Linked DNA regions of Ovis aries: region 1 is linked to region 2. Evidence: chromatin contacts called from public Hi-C data. All regions are on one chromosome and are shown on one strand. The core of a region is the stretch at or near the end of the contact, and the rest is flanking DNA. Distances in the headings are between cores, read along the strand shown.

What was found. Hi-C and Micro-C count contacts between places; a contact is called where the count stands out from the background.
Region 1: a Hi-C map of tail adipose tissue shows a contact between it and region 2, with 2.4 times the contacts expected there. The contact joins the promoter of DSEL here to the promoter of TMX3 in region 2. A contact is called at or near these places in 2 of 16 Hi-C or Micro-C datasets (muscle and tail adipose tissue).

The regions. Positions count from the first base shown.
Region 1 is chr23:9,690,603-9,697,311 of ARS-UI_Ramb_v3.0, reverse strand. DSEL (dermatan sulfate epimerase like) reads right to left here and starts at 2,045. Exons shown (of 3, transcript XM_004020404.6): 1 at 1,698-2,045; 2 at 1-844.
Region 2 is chr23:8,689,403-8,696,620 of ARS-UI_Ramb_v3.0, reverse strand. It overlaps TMX3 (thioredoxin related transmembrane protein 3), which reads right to left and starts at 5,088. Exons shown (of 16, transcript XM_027961089.2): 1 at 4,854-5,088; 2 at 3,899-3,953; 3 at 567-606. The coding sequence starts at 4,899.

The DNA.
Region 1 (6,709 bases), core at 796-3,295, 1.0 Mb before region 2:
TGTGCTTCCCATCTGCTGAGTATAAAACATACATTTAAGGCCTTGATAAAACAAAGACTGTAAATTGTATGTGCTGTGAAATCCTGCTGACATTCGGCTCAAAGTACAGTTGCCAAAGAGAGAAAACTTACACTGTGAATCTGCCTCCCTGATGCAGTGTTGCTTCCAATAAAACTTCAAGGAATGTTAAAGCCTCTGATTTTACCATGTCACACAGCAAACAGGAGTGGAGACAGTCAAGAATACTATGAATTCAAAAGTTACTTCTGTGACAGAAATCTACCTAACATGGAGAGTCAAAAACCCCACATTGTAAATTAAGAAAAGAAAAAAAAAAAAAGCACTCCAAAATCCAAACTAAGAAGTCATTCTTGGCACAGGATACCATCATTGGTGATAAGATCATCATACAGCTTTGATGCCTTTGTCTGTGTGGTCTCAAAGAAGTTGATGAAGTACTGAAATCCTTGGAGCAGACTGGGTTGTTACTCCACTCAGCTTTTTACACTTCTGGCTGTGAGAATTTTTTTTTCTTCCTCCATTTTTGGGAGAAAAACATCCTCAGCAAGTGTTCAAAGTCCTACTTGGTTTTAAAACACTCCGGACTCCTGCCCTCATTTCCAATCTGTCTTGTCCAGGCTTACTTACTCATCAGCCTATTATGACCCATCTGAGAAAGCACATTCTCATCTTCTTTTATCAGCTTCATCTGTACAACTATGAAAATCTAATCTTTGCAACCACCTAGGTACTTCTTTTCCAATCATGAAGTAACCACCAACTGGGAAAGAAAACTCCCCTTTCACCAACAGTGACGTCTCTTTTCCGTTCCTTTTTCATGACACTGGAAAAACAAAACAGAAATTTTGTTCTGGGGGACAAAACAAAACAAATTCTCTGAGGCTACAGGTATGCTGGGACATAAATGGAAGATTTAAACGTTCTACCATCTCCTGATAGAAATTTTGGAATGACAATAAGATCTGTTTTTTAACACAATTGAAATTACACGAAATGATTCCTTTTCTCATACTTTTCAAGGCACATATTAGGATAACAATGGTGGTAGAAGACAAGCGGCTACAAGATGTAACTTTGCCAAGAGTATTTATTTTAACGGTGGCTTGCTTTCGTAATTTAAAATGTTTTTACTCAAATACAGTCAAGAGAAGATTGAGTACCGCTGTCATTCTTGTTTTGATCACGGAAGACTCAGAGACAAAAAACCCAAAGTTGAAAGGACATTTTATGATTCTCGATGAGTGTTTAGCTTTCAAGGGCTCAAGGTGTCTTTGCCAGAGGAACTATAATACTAAGCGCAGTCACTTTTGTCTAAGGAGAAATCGTGACAATATGTGGGAGCGAAGAACGCCGGTTCTGCTCCAGTCTCCCTCCCGAAAAGCCTGGTTTTCCATCCTTACAAGAAGCCACCAGAGGGAGCTCAGACCCAAACCCGGACTCAAGGAGCAGCTTCGCGGCTGCCCGTCTGGGTTCCGAAGAACCTCACCAAGTTTCAGTCTTGGACAAGTCTCCTCTCTGTGGGAAACATGAACGCTAGGAGTTTCCTGCTCCGCTCCGCCTGTTGCATTTTGTGATTCGTTTCCTACGAACATGCCAGCTCCATCCTCCGCTCCCCATCCCCGACCCCTGGCAGTGGTCTGAGGACAAGAGACCCCTCAATAGCCAAGTCCGCTTACCTCGGCAGATCTGGACGGGGTGTCTCCGGGTGGTGGTGGGCCCGATTAGACACAGGCGGAGAGTTGGAAAACACTGCTCTGCGTGGGACTCGGGCGGCCCGGCCCCTGCAGGGCTCCCGAAGCCCCCGAGTCCGGCGCCCCCGGCGCTCCAACAGGCTGAGGCCCCGCGCCCGTGCCCCGCCCGGCGCCGCGGGGACACGCCCGCCCTCGGGGAGCGCCGGACGCCCCCGGGCAGCCCGGGGCCGCGGAAGGCAGATCCGCGCGCGCCGGGCGCTCTCGGGGACGCCGTGTCCGGCGGGGCGCTGTCGTGCCCAGAACGCGAGGCTGCAGCGGCCGCCGGTGCTCAGTGCCAGCTCCGGCCGCGCGGCCCGGGGAGGGCGAGAGACGGCGACGCGGGCCGGGGGCGGGGCGGGAACGGCCGGGGGCGGGGCATGGGCGGGGCCTCGAATCCTGGGAGGGCGAGGCCGGCGGTGGGCGGGGCGGAGCCTCGGGCGGGGAAGCGTGAGCACAGGCTACGCCGGAGACGGATCGGGGGCGGGGCTGGAAGGAGATAAGGGCGGGGCCGAGGGCGGGGCCGACCGCTCCCGGCATCTGAACCCTAGGGCCTTCCGAGTGCGCGTGTTCCCAGCTTCCGCGGCGGCGCGCGCTCCCGGAGCGGCGGAGCCGGAGGAAGAGGGAGGGAGGGACTTGGGAGTGCTAGGGTCCGAGGACCTCTCCCTGCCGGTCGAGTCCCGCTGCTGTTACCCCTTTGGTTGTGGGGAGAGGGCCGACCTCACAGGGCTAGGAGTGAGAGAAAGATAGAGGAGGTTCTAGGCCGGATTACGAATGATGGGGAACGTGGGGATGGGCGGGGTGACGCCGTGGGAGTCTGGGATCAGCCTTCAGGAAGAGCAAGGGCTGAAGAGAGGAATGTTCGGCAACCGGGCTGTCATTTAGAAATGCAAAATCAATATACCGTGTTAATACAAGACTGACTTTAGGAGCACAGATGCTAAAGATCAGGGGAAGACAAAAAAGACTAATCAGCCTTATTGATTGCAATAATTTCTCTGGCAGTGTAAATATGGAAAGGTATGTGACAAACAGGTGGAAGGAACCTCTTTCTTATTCGAGAAATGGAAGCTGCAGTTCAGTAAAGACCCGCAGGCAGGAAAGACTGTGTGGCTCAGTTACTGTGACACGTGTGTGCAATTCCAGACTTTGGAAATCGTCGAGCAGCTGTAATTCCTGTGGTACTGGACATATGGAACCTCTCACTAACATCTGAGATTATGCTTGGCCAAGAGTCAACCTGAGCCTGCCGTCTAATATAGTGAAATACCAGTTGTCACAGATAAACAAACTCAACCCCGTTGGGGATTGGTGATGCCTTCAGTTTCCTCCTACTCCATTCCATTTTGGTAGAAAGGGACACATATGTCTATTAAAAAATAATTGCTCTGATCACTTCCTGGTAAAACCAGAGTAGACCGTTGCTGGCAGAATACATTTCAAAATAATTTACCCTGGGTGTGAAATATGGCCTCTTCCTCACAGTCAATCTTCTATTTGATCCCCTTGGGAACCCTCAGTTCAGTTCAGTTCAGTCACTCAGTCATGTCCGACTCTTTGCCACCCCATGAATCACAGCACCCCAGGCCTCCCTGTCCATCACCAACTCCCGGAGTTCACTCACACTCACATCCATCGAGTCAGTGATGCCATCCAGCCATCTCATCCTGTGTCGTCCCCTTCTCCTCCTGCCCCCAACCCCTCCCAGCATCAGAGTCTTTTCCAATGAGTCAGCTTTTTGCATGAGGTGGCCAAATTACTGGAGTTTCAGCTTCAGCATCATTCCCTCCAAAGAAATCCCAGGGCTGATCTCCTTCAGAATGGACTGGTTGGATCTCCTACCTCTGTCCAAATGGCCAATCTTGCTTTCTGCCTGCTGCTTCTGTAACTGTGCTTATCCAGCTCCTTCCTGCACAGTATTCTCTGCCCCCGACACTCCAATTTACTGGTTGAAAGTTTTTCTGACTGTTGAAGTTCTCTCATTATACTTGTCCCAGCTCAGATGCTTAAATTCTTCTGTAAATACACCCTAGGTTTTTCCCTAACCACGCTATAGTTTTTATCTGTAAATATATTCAGCCTCAGACCATTTGTTTTATGTGTCATATTTTCCCTGGCTGACTACTGTGCTCTCCTCAAAGCTCTTTCAGGTCATGGTCAGTCACTCAGCCCCTCTCATAATGACTGTACCTGTGTTTGAAATGAGTTGAAGTGTCAACAGTTGGGCTCACGTAGAGCCTCATCTCATCCACTAAGATTCATTCTGAAACGAGGATCCTCCTCCAACCTCTAGAAACAGAACTTCCTGTAAACATCGGGACTGTCCTCGTATATGATCCACGATGGAGAAAGATGACCCCTGGCTTCTAGCCTCCCTTACAGGAGAAAGTAGAGCTGGAGGAAAGAGGAGTCTTTACCCAGATGCAAAGACTGTTATAAGTTTCTGCAAAGAGGAGCTTTAGAAAGTGACTAGGAATCTGTGTTAGTAAATACAGTGAGTAAATATGCAGACCGTTTCTAAGAACAAAATGTGTGGATGGGATTCTTTTATTCTGTGAATCCAAAGTGCCTCATGACCCAGGGCAAAGTGAACCATGGAGAACTATTACAAACACTAACATCTGCCAGGGGAATATTTTAACTTCCATCCAAGCCTTTGCTTTTTCTTTTCAGATTTAACATCAGTATGATCATTTTCACTTTACAGATGAATGCATTCCGGTTCAGACATTATGACTTTCAGGTCTAACCTGAGTGTCTGCACCTAAGCTGTGGGGTGCAGCAGGCCTTTCGGCATTTCTAGATGAACTTTCAGGTTAATTCACTTTGAACTGGCATCGTCTCCCAGTTGTGAGTCTGTTGAAACTAAACAGGAGCTACAGCTGACCATTTCAAATCATTGGCAAGAAAGGGTGGTAAGTAAATAGTTCTGTGAAAAATGAAGAGCGTCCTGCTTCCTGTGAACTAAAAATGGATAGCTCCAATTATTACTCCTTCCACACATGAAGATGGTACGAAGTTAGTTAATTATAAATAATGCATCCAGCCACAGAAGGCATGAGGTATATATTATGTTATTGCGCATTAAAAATCTTTATGAGTGTGGCATGAGACACATATGCAAACAGCTGCTAAATTCAGAATCCTGGAGCGGTTTCTTATTTTAATAGAAGAGAAGAACCATAGAGTCTGTCGCTCTAACTCTAGGGATTTCCTGCTATATGCTGTTATATAAAAAGATCTTAAATCTACATGAGATTTTACTTGTGATTTCAAAGCATTTAATGAAAATCTTTTTTTTTAATTTGAATATCTTTCAACCCTACCCCCAGCCAGAGAAGGCAATGGCACCCCACTCCAGTACTCTTGCCTGGGGTCGCTAAAAGTCAGATCTGACTGAAGCGACTTAGCAGCAGCAGCAGCAGCAGCAGCAGCAGCAGCAGCAGTAGCAGCAGCAGCAGCTACTCCCAGCCACCCTGCTTACATCAGAGATGATGCTTTCTCAACTAGATTCCCCAAAGCAGGAGGTTTCCTTTCCTCCTCCTTCCTCTTTCTTTTTTTTCTTACCTTTTCTTTTTCTTCTTTTCGGTTTTTAAATTCTTCAGCACCTAACTCAGAGCCCAGCACTTTGTGTCGAGTGCGTATCGACTGTTGAACATGAATTATCACCTTCATTTTATGGCAGGCAAGGAAACAGTCTAAACATCTAAAGTGGGTTGCTGAGTTCTGAGTAGAACAGAAGCTCTTACTCTCCTACAGAGGACCTTTCACAGCACAGAGTCAGAGCTACATCTTGGAGGGACTTAATTCAAGTGAAACCTCAGAAGAAAGCTGGTCAACATTTTAAAGAGAATTTCTGCAAGACATTTTATATCTTAAGTAAATTCAAGTTCTGAGCCTTAGAATATAGGTAAATACTGCATCACCTTACAGAAGGATAAACAGCAAGGAATAAAACAAACCAAGAACTACATAAAGTCCCTTGACTGAAATCGTATTGACCGTGATCTGTTACCCTGGTGGACTCTTAATAACTGGGACAAGGATATCAAGGAACTGATTGCTATATGTTCAGCAGCTGACTGTGCACAGGTCTCCGAGGAGTAGGCTGGTGCAGAGCTCAGGCATTTGAATCTAGGGAAGACTTAGTTATTCTTCACTTAGCATATCTCTTCCTTGGCATGGTTTTGTCTGCGTGAGCTCAGATGCAGATTCCTAGAACCACTTATCAAGGCCAGAGGTGTATTGTATTGATCCGTGAGCACTGCTGTGACTAGTTTTGTGCCAGAGTTTGGGAGGGTAGCAGCTCTGTACAGAAACAGACACCAAACTTCAGCATTAATAGGCCACGCCAATGATAAAGACAAAACCACAGATTTAAAGCAGGCAGTAGGATCTGGACATACTCTTTCTGCAATTGCTTTGAATACAAAACATCTCAAAGTGACAGGGATTCTGCCTGCAAAGCTGCTAATGAAGATGTGTCTGAGAGTGTTCTTTGAGTTTGTTTATCCAGCTGTACAAGTCTGTATGACAGTTATGAGATTTATGAAAATTCAAAAATACCAAAGCCAACTTCTGAGGAAAGAAGTTTCCCCGTAAGTCCACTAAAACCTCGTGTTTGTAAATGAGGCATTTTACTGCTACCACTTCTGCTTACGTATAGTCCTGCTTTTCCTATGTAAGATGGTTTTAGAGGAGATGAAACTTACTAAGGGAGCCCAGCGTGGGGCCCTTCCTCTTTCCCTCCACCCATCCCCCACCCCACCCCGTGCATCTGGAACAGTGGTCTCTCCTGGGGACAGTTTTGCCCCTCAGCACCTTCAGCAAAGTCTGGAGAAATGCTCGATCGTCATACTTGGGGGTGAAGCACTTCTGGCATCTAGAGAGAAGAGGACAGGAGGGCTGGTCAACACCCGAAAATGCACACAACTTCCCTGCCTCTAACCTCAAAGAATTTT
Region 2 (7,218 bases), core at 3,839-6,338:
ATCGAAAGAGACAGACAAACCAGGGAGCTTTACGCCTCGCTGCCTGGCTTCAGTGACCGTCAGCTCTACGCGTCTCATTCCATCTCTCTCGCTGCCACTCACCCCACTTTCTCACTGAGGCATGTCAAAATGCACCCCAGACATCACAGGGTTTAAACACATTCAAAACGTCAAAGCGAGGAAAAGCAGATGGACAGCTGATTCTCTCACTACCAAGATGAAAATATGACTTTGATTGCCAAGTGATACTAATACACTCAATCTCTTGGATGAAATGAAATACTGAGTGAATTCTGTGATAAAACCATACCATAATCTCCCTCAGACATCATGCACAAGTGGACCTTGTGAGAATTTCACCAAAAACAGGCTCTCCGGCCAGAGATCCTAAGGCTCTGAGGTTCACTTTAATATAAAAACCCTGACAGTACTACCTGAGAAGACAAAGTGGGTTATGCACACTGGTCCTGGTACTGTCTGTTACCACATTTGGGTGAGGAGAATGGAAAGTCACATTTAAAATAAGGGAGGGATGGTTGATCTGTACAAAAAAATTATATACTCACATCTACAAGCCAAATGTCATCTTTTCGATTTTCTTTAAACCTAAAAAACAAGAACACAGATCTTGACTGTAGGTTTCCACAACAGAATAGCACAGGTAAAGACAACAAATTGATAAATGCAGGGCACAGGACAAATTTTTCAATAAGTTTTACTTCAAAATTTTACTCAGTGACCTCTAGATCTTATCCATTTAACACCTTAATAAAACAAGAGCAATGATAAAGTAATTAGGAGTAAAAATTCAAGTGGGACTCTGTAGAAACAAATGCTTCAGCTTGGAGCCCCTCTCCTCCACTTACACCTGTGCCTAACAGTGAACAGAGCAGGGCGGGGCAGGGGTGAGCCTTAGGAAGTCTGCTGGCAGGCCCGGCCCCTGGGTGGGATCTGGGGACTTGGCTCTCAGGCAGGTTACCCCATTTCCCGTTGAGGGGTTTACAGTAAAAAGTTCTATTTTATATTCATCTTGTGGGGCTACCCAAGAAAGTGTCATGGCCACCTTAAGCAAACTGTTCAACCAGAACGCTCTAACCAATGGTCATTATTCTTGATGTCTTTGCAGGCAGCTTTGCACCCAGAGGTAAAGGGCGGGGGCCACTGTCTCCCATCATTTGATGCTTAATAGCCTCTCTCCTAGGCAATGGCACCCCACTCCAGTACTCTTGCCTGGAAAATCCCATGGACAGAGGAGCCTGGTGCTGCAATCCCTGGGGTCGCTGCGAGTCGGACACGACTAAGCAACTTCACTTTCACTTTTTACTTTCATGCACTGGAGAAGGAAATGGCAACCTACTCCGTGTTCTTGCCTGGAGAATCCCAGGGACTGCGGAGCCTGGTGGGCTGCCGTCTATGAGGTCGCACAGAGTCGGACACGACTGAAGCGACTTAGCAGCAGCAGCCTCTCTCTCCTATCCCATCGATAGGAAGGAGCTGACTGGTACAGAATCCCAGACAGGGCCCCGGGTGGAAAGGAAGGTGTCAGGGCTAATATGGAGGGTCCACTGTACACCCATGACTGCGCTCACTGATGTGGGGCTGGGGCTGCAAACCCTAGGCATCACCAGATCCAGTGCCCTCGGGGAATCTACACAGCAAACAAACATGGTCTCACGGGACCTGACAGTGCGGCCCAAGTCAGTGCAAGGCACGGGGACAGCTGGACCCAACCTAGAGACAGTGTCATCTGCAGTCAGGATCCAGAGGGTCTATGGGGCGATGAGGAGCCAAGGCACTCCATCTGCTGAGAACACTCTGGCCCGGCGTGGTCATCAGTCCCTGGGGAGTTAGTTTAGCCCTGGCCAGGGTTAGACAAGCAGGGCAGCCTTCTCACTCCGGTTCAGTCTCCTTCAGCCATGGCAACCCCTGCTCACCAGCCCAAGCTAGGACGGTGCCTGAATTTCCAAGGGCCATCCTCTTGTGGGCCCAGGAGGCAATTCACTGCACGTCCGCTCACTCTGGGATGAAGAATAGTTCAGTCCCCGTGTTTAGCTGACAAGCATAGGATGCTCGTTGGCTACTTCCCTTAGTCCCTTAGTCAGCACAGGGCCATTCTGGTGAGCGTCATGGACAGAACAGAGTGCCTATCAGGGGCAGGACCAACCCTAATCCCAGGGCTTCATCTTCACAGGGGTCCAGCAACAGGCAGGAGCAGAAAGCACAAATCCAGAACCCAGGCCCGGTTAACGGCCTCCTTGCCCACTGTCCTTGATCCCTCACCTCAGATCCAGGAGCTCACAGGAGGCTTGGGCAGCCACGGACGCTAGGAAGGTGGGCCAGAAAAGCTTTTCACTTACAGGAGACTCTGTTGTTGCTTAGCTGCTCAGTCATGTCCAACTCTCTGCGACCCCATGGACTGTATCCCGCCAGGCTCCTCTGCAAGATTTCCCAGGCAAGAATCCTGGAGTGGCTTGCCATTCCCTTCTCCAGGGGCTCCTCCTGACCCAGGGATCAAACCTCATCTCCTGCACTGGCAGGCGGCTTCTTTACCATGTGGGAAGCACATTACAGGAGGGCCAACCCTGTCAGTGCAGCAGCATCCAGCTGAGGAAAGTCAGGGTCCCAGACTCATGCACCGGCTCACTCCCGCTTTCTCCTCCTCGGAAAGGAGCAGATCTGGGGTGCCACACCCTTCAGGGCACCACAAACTTTAATAAAATCACCTCAGTGTTAACAGTGGCTTCTCTGAGAATTGAAGCGCCTGTAACAATCCACGAGGGTGTCCAATACCCACCAGGAAGGCTGCTGAGTGCCCTGTGGGACCCTGGGGCTCTCTGCTCATCAGAGCACCCTGCTGCGGGCAGGGGTGGTGAACGAGGACAACTAGCCAAACGGAGAGTCAAGACTTGACTCACTCACTGCGCCAGTGCAGGCCGGCAGACAGAAATGAGCTGCCAGCTCCTCAGCACTGAGAGATGCATCTCACCCGGGAGGAGGCCCAAACCAAAGGCATCTGCCTCGCCCCAAAGGCGTCTGCCTTGCCGAGGACCCAGGCGGAGAGGGGAGGGATGAGGGAAGGGACAGGAGAGGAGAGATACTGAGTCCACGTGCAGAAAGGGTCTCAGCCAAGCCCCTCAATAAGGAGGTTTCCCTAAGCAATGCCTGAGGCGAGGCCCCCACCAGCATGTCTCCACAAGGGACCCCCAGGCTGAGAATGCAGACGCACACACAGGAGCCCAGCTGGCCTGGGGGCCTGAGTCTGCGACTAGGGCTCACCCCACCCCAGAGAGCTTGGTGCACTGTCTGTGCCCCACGTCTGGTGTGGGGAGAGCAACTTCCCCCCAGAGCCCTGCCAGGAAAAGCCATGTCACTGCCCATGCTCAGGCCTAAAAGCCACACACAGGATTCTGTTCTGAAGCCAGACTCCTCACCTACAACAAGCAAGGCCTGGGGGATTCACCCTGTGTTACTGGATGGTTACCAAACTCCAGCACCCACTCAGCAGTGACTAACAACATACAGGTAAAACAGAAGACTCTAGCAGTTTTTACTCTTATGACTGTTCATAGAACTGCCGAGTGCAATCCTATTTTGTGCATATACAGCACTTAGTGCAACTCCTGGAGCAAAACTGGTGCTAGGTAAGCACTGCCCATTGTTTGCTATTAAAAGATTATATTCACACAATGCAGTGCACTTGAAACTAACATGTAAGTCAACTACACTTCAAAGAAAAAAACAAAATCTACCTCCAAACAAAATTAGCAAATTACCTACGACAGATTTATGCGCTCAATAAAACAAGTGTTATTTTAAAAAATACTAGACTCATACCGGTATTCATATAACATCACAGCTGGAAGAAATGAAGATACTATTTAAAAACATGTATACTCACGAGTCGTCTAGATCTTCCACCTGTCCTTTACAGAAAGCCAGATCCAGCAGAAAAACTGAAAACAAAAGGCAAAATATATACAGTGAAATACATGCTAATTCATCTTCTGGCTTCCATTATACGCTTATTCACCTATAAAATGTTTCCGGCTTTTTACAACCTCCCAAAACACACATCATTCACCCATCCGAGGACACAAATTAGGCAAAAGCATAAGTCGTTCACCTGTTTAATAAATATTTATGACCATGTGGTGACAGCAAGTTCTACCTAGGCCAGTAATTCTAAAGGACGGAAGTTCTTTTTAAATAAATTTTTACTTTCATCCTGTTTTTCACCATCTCAGCTTTTGGGGTAGACGTGAACATTGTCTATATTTCTTTTTCTCTAGAAGCAATTATCTTCTCAGCGATAAACTTCAAATGCCATTCAAAAATATTGCCCCCCGCCCCCGAAACTGACAGAAACAACATTGGGTTGGACTCCTAACAACCGATCACGGAGCAGCGCCGGGCACGCGGTGGGAGCTAAACGGTGCGAGTGGACCCGTCGTGGGGAGGACGACGAGGCGAGCTCGAGACTGAGCAGGACCCGCCGATCCCCAGGCCACGCCGCACAGCCCCCGGGCCCGGCCAGGATGCGCCCGCGCGGGCCAGGATGCCTCCGAGCTGGCCAGGCTCAGAGCCCAGCGCCGAGCAGGTGTGCGCGCCCGCCGGGAAGGAGCGCCCTCGACGCCAGCCGACGGAGCCCGCGCTCCGCGGACCCCCTACCGCCCCGACGGCCGGTCGGAAGGCGCGCGTCTCCAGCGGAGCCGCGTCGGGTTAAGGGCCCCACAGCGCCCACTCTGTGTCGGGACCCGGGACCCGGGACGGGAAAGCATCTCGGCGACCGCGCAGGCCTCTCCCCTCCCGGAGACGGTCCCCGTGCCCGCCCGCATCGCCCCCGCGGCCTCTACCTGCGGCCCACAGCCGCAGGGCGGGCCCGCGCCTCCAAGATGCCATGCTCGCCGCACAGGCGCTGCCAGAGCCGACTCAGCGCCCGCGACAGAAACGAGCACCGGCGGCCGCCGCCTGCGCGCCCGGAACGGGAAGCCGGCCGGCCGCGCCGCGGAAGGGAAGCGCGGGGCTGCGGCGGCGGGCGGGGGGAGCCGGCCTCCGACACCCGCCCAGGCCCCGCCGACCTCCGCCTCTGAGCATGCGCGGAGCCGCGGGGCCTGAGCGGAGCCGGCACGCATGCGCGGGACTGGCACGCATGCGCGGTCGCAGCCCCGAATCTCCTGCGCCTGGGACGGCCTCCGGGAGCGTGGGAACCTAGGGTGCGGGCGTGGGCGCCAGGGGACCCTTCCCGGAAGTTAAATGCGCGCCAGTATTTGAACGGAAGACGAGGTAGACTGGCAACGCTAGAGATTTAATCCTGCCATCTCTTTCACCTGCTGCTCTTATTCAGTTGGTAGTCCTTAAAAAAGATGGGTCTTAACAGTGGAAAGCTGGAAGACTCTGAATGCCGAGTAACCCTACATGTATTTGCAGAATGAGTTTGGAATTTTCTTTGACCCCCATTTGCAACCTGCGAGATCAGTTTCACAGAAGTAAACTCCATTAATGCGTTTTTACCAGCTAAGCCTTCCTTTTAAAAAGTGTTTCACTTGAAACTTGAAAACATGAAGTTAATCATGGGATGTGATTTTTTTTATGATTTGTTCAAGTTTCCGGATTTTTGAAATAAGTAAACTAACTGCTATGAAATATTTATATTGCTGTGTGGTTTTCTACATAAAAGTTATTCGTAAAAGCTATTGAGTTTTATATGATAGTGATCGCTGCAGGAACTACTACCAATTATTGAATATGTGTTATGAGAAAAAAATGGATTATGATGTCAGCCCATTCACCATAGGTTCAAAATTCTATGAGGCAGAAGGCTCATTAGTCAGTTCAGTTCCTTCATTCGTGCCGGACTCTTTGCGACCCATGAACTGCAGTACACCACGCTTCCCTGTCCATCCTTAACTCCCAGAGCTTGCTCAAACTCATGTCCATCAAGTTGGTGATGCCATCTAACCATCTTATCCTGTTCTCCTCTTCTCCTCTTTGATATTTCCTAGCATCAAGGCCTTTTCCAGTGAGTCAGTTCTTTACATGAGGTGACCAAAGTACTGGCGCTTCAGCTTCAGCATCAGTCCTTTCGATGAATATTCAGGACTGATTTCCTTTAGGTTGGATTGGTTTGATCTCCTTGCTGCCCAAGGGACTCTCAGGAGTCTCCTCCAATGCCACAATTCAAAAGCATCAATTCTTCTGGTGCTCAGCTTTCTTTGTGTTCCAACTCTCACATCCTTACATGACCACTGGAAAAACCATGGCTTTCACTAGGCTGAGCTTTGGAGGTAAAGTAATGTCTCTGCTTTTTAATATGCTGTCTAGGTTGGTCACAGCTTTTCTTCCAAGGAGTAAGTGTCTTTTAATTTCATGGCTGCAGTCACCATCTGCAGTGATGTTTTTGAGCCCGAGAAAACTATTATTCCTAAAGACCAGAAGATTAAGTTATAATCTGATTGAGAGCAAACTCTAGGTTTCGCCTTGTTTATGCAGTCAGCGTAGTATCCAGTGCAGGCATTCAGCAGATCCAAATACATATACTTTTAAACTGAGCATCTAATTTATTCTATGAGTTTAACATGCATAAATATTCATTCTTCATGAAAGTTCTCAAAGTAAGAAATAGTATAAATGAGGGTCTAGAGGCTCGGAGGTAATTTGCTTAATAATTGAAAATGATGGAATTGCTGTTAGAAACCAAGTTTCAGATTCCAGAGCTGGAATTCTTTCGGTAAAATGACACTACCTCTTAGGATTCCTTTCCACTGTAGAATTTTCTCCCTCTCTCCCTTGTCTCCTTTTTCACTCAACTTATTTTGGCTAATGGTACAAATGTTTGGCCAATTTCCCTGGAAGTTAGGCTAGGTACTTGCCTACTTGATATTTTCCATATCCGACTACTCACAACATCTTGTTGCCTTTACTACCTCAATGTCTCTTCAGTCCGCCCCCATTTTCTCCATCTCTATTAACCCCAGGTCAGGGCCTCACCTTCTCTTGCTTGAATAATGGGGCTCCTAGCCTCGAGTTTCCCTTCTAAGGCACTCTGTGCATCACTTGCTAGATGAATGATTCAGAAATACCATTTAGAGTTTTATTACACAGTCAGATTACTTTAGCTTTACCCCTGCTCACTGGGATACAGGATAAAATTACAGCTCTACACTCCCTGTTAGTACTTTCCTTGTCCGTTGTTTCCTCTAACCACTCCCATTAGTCCCA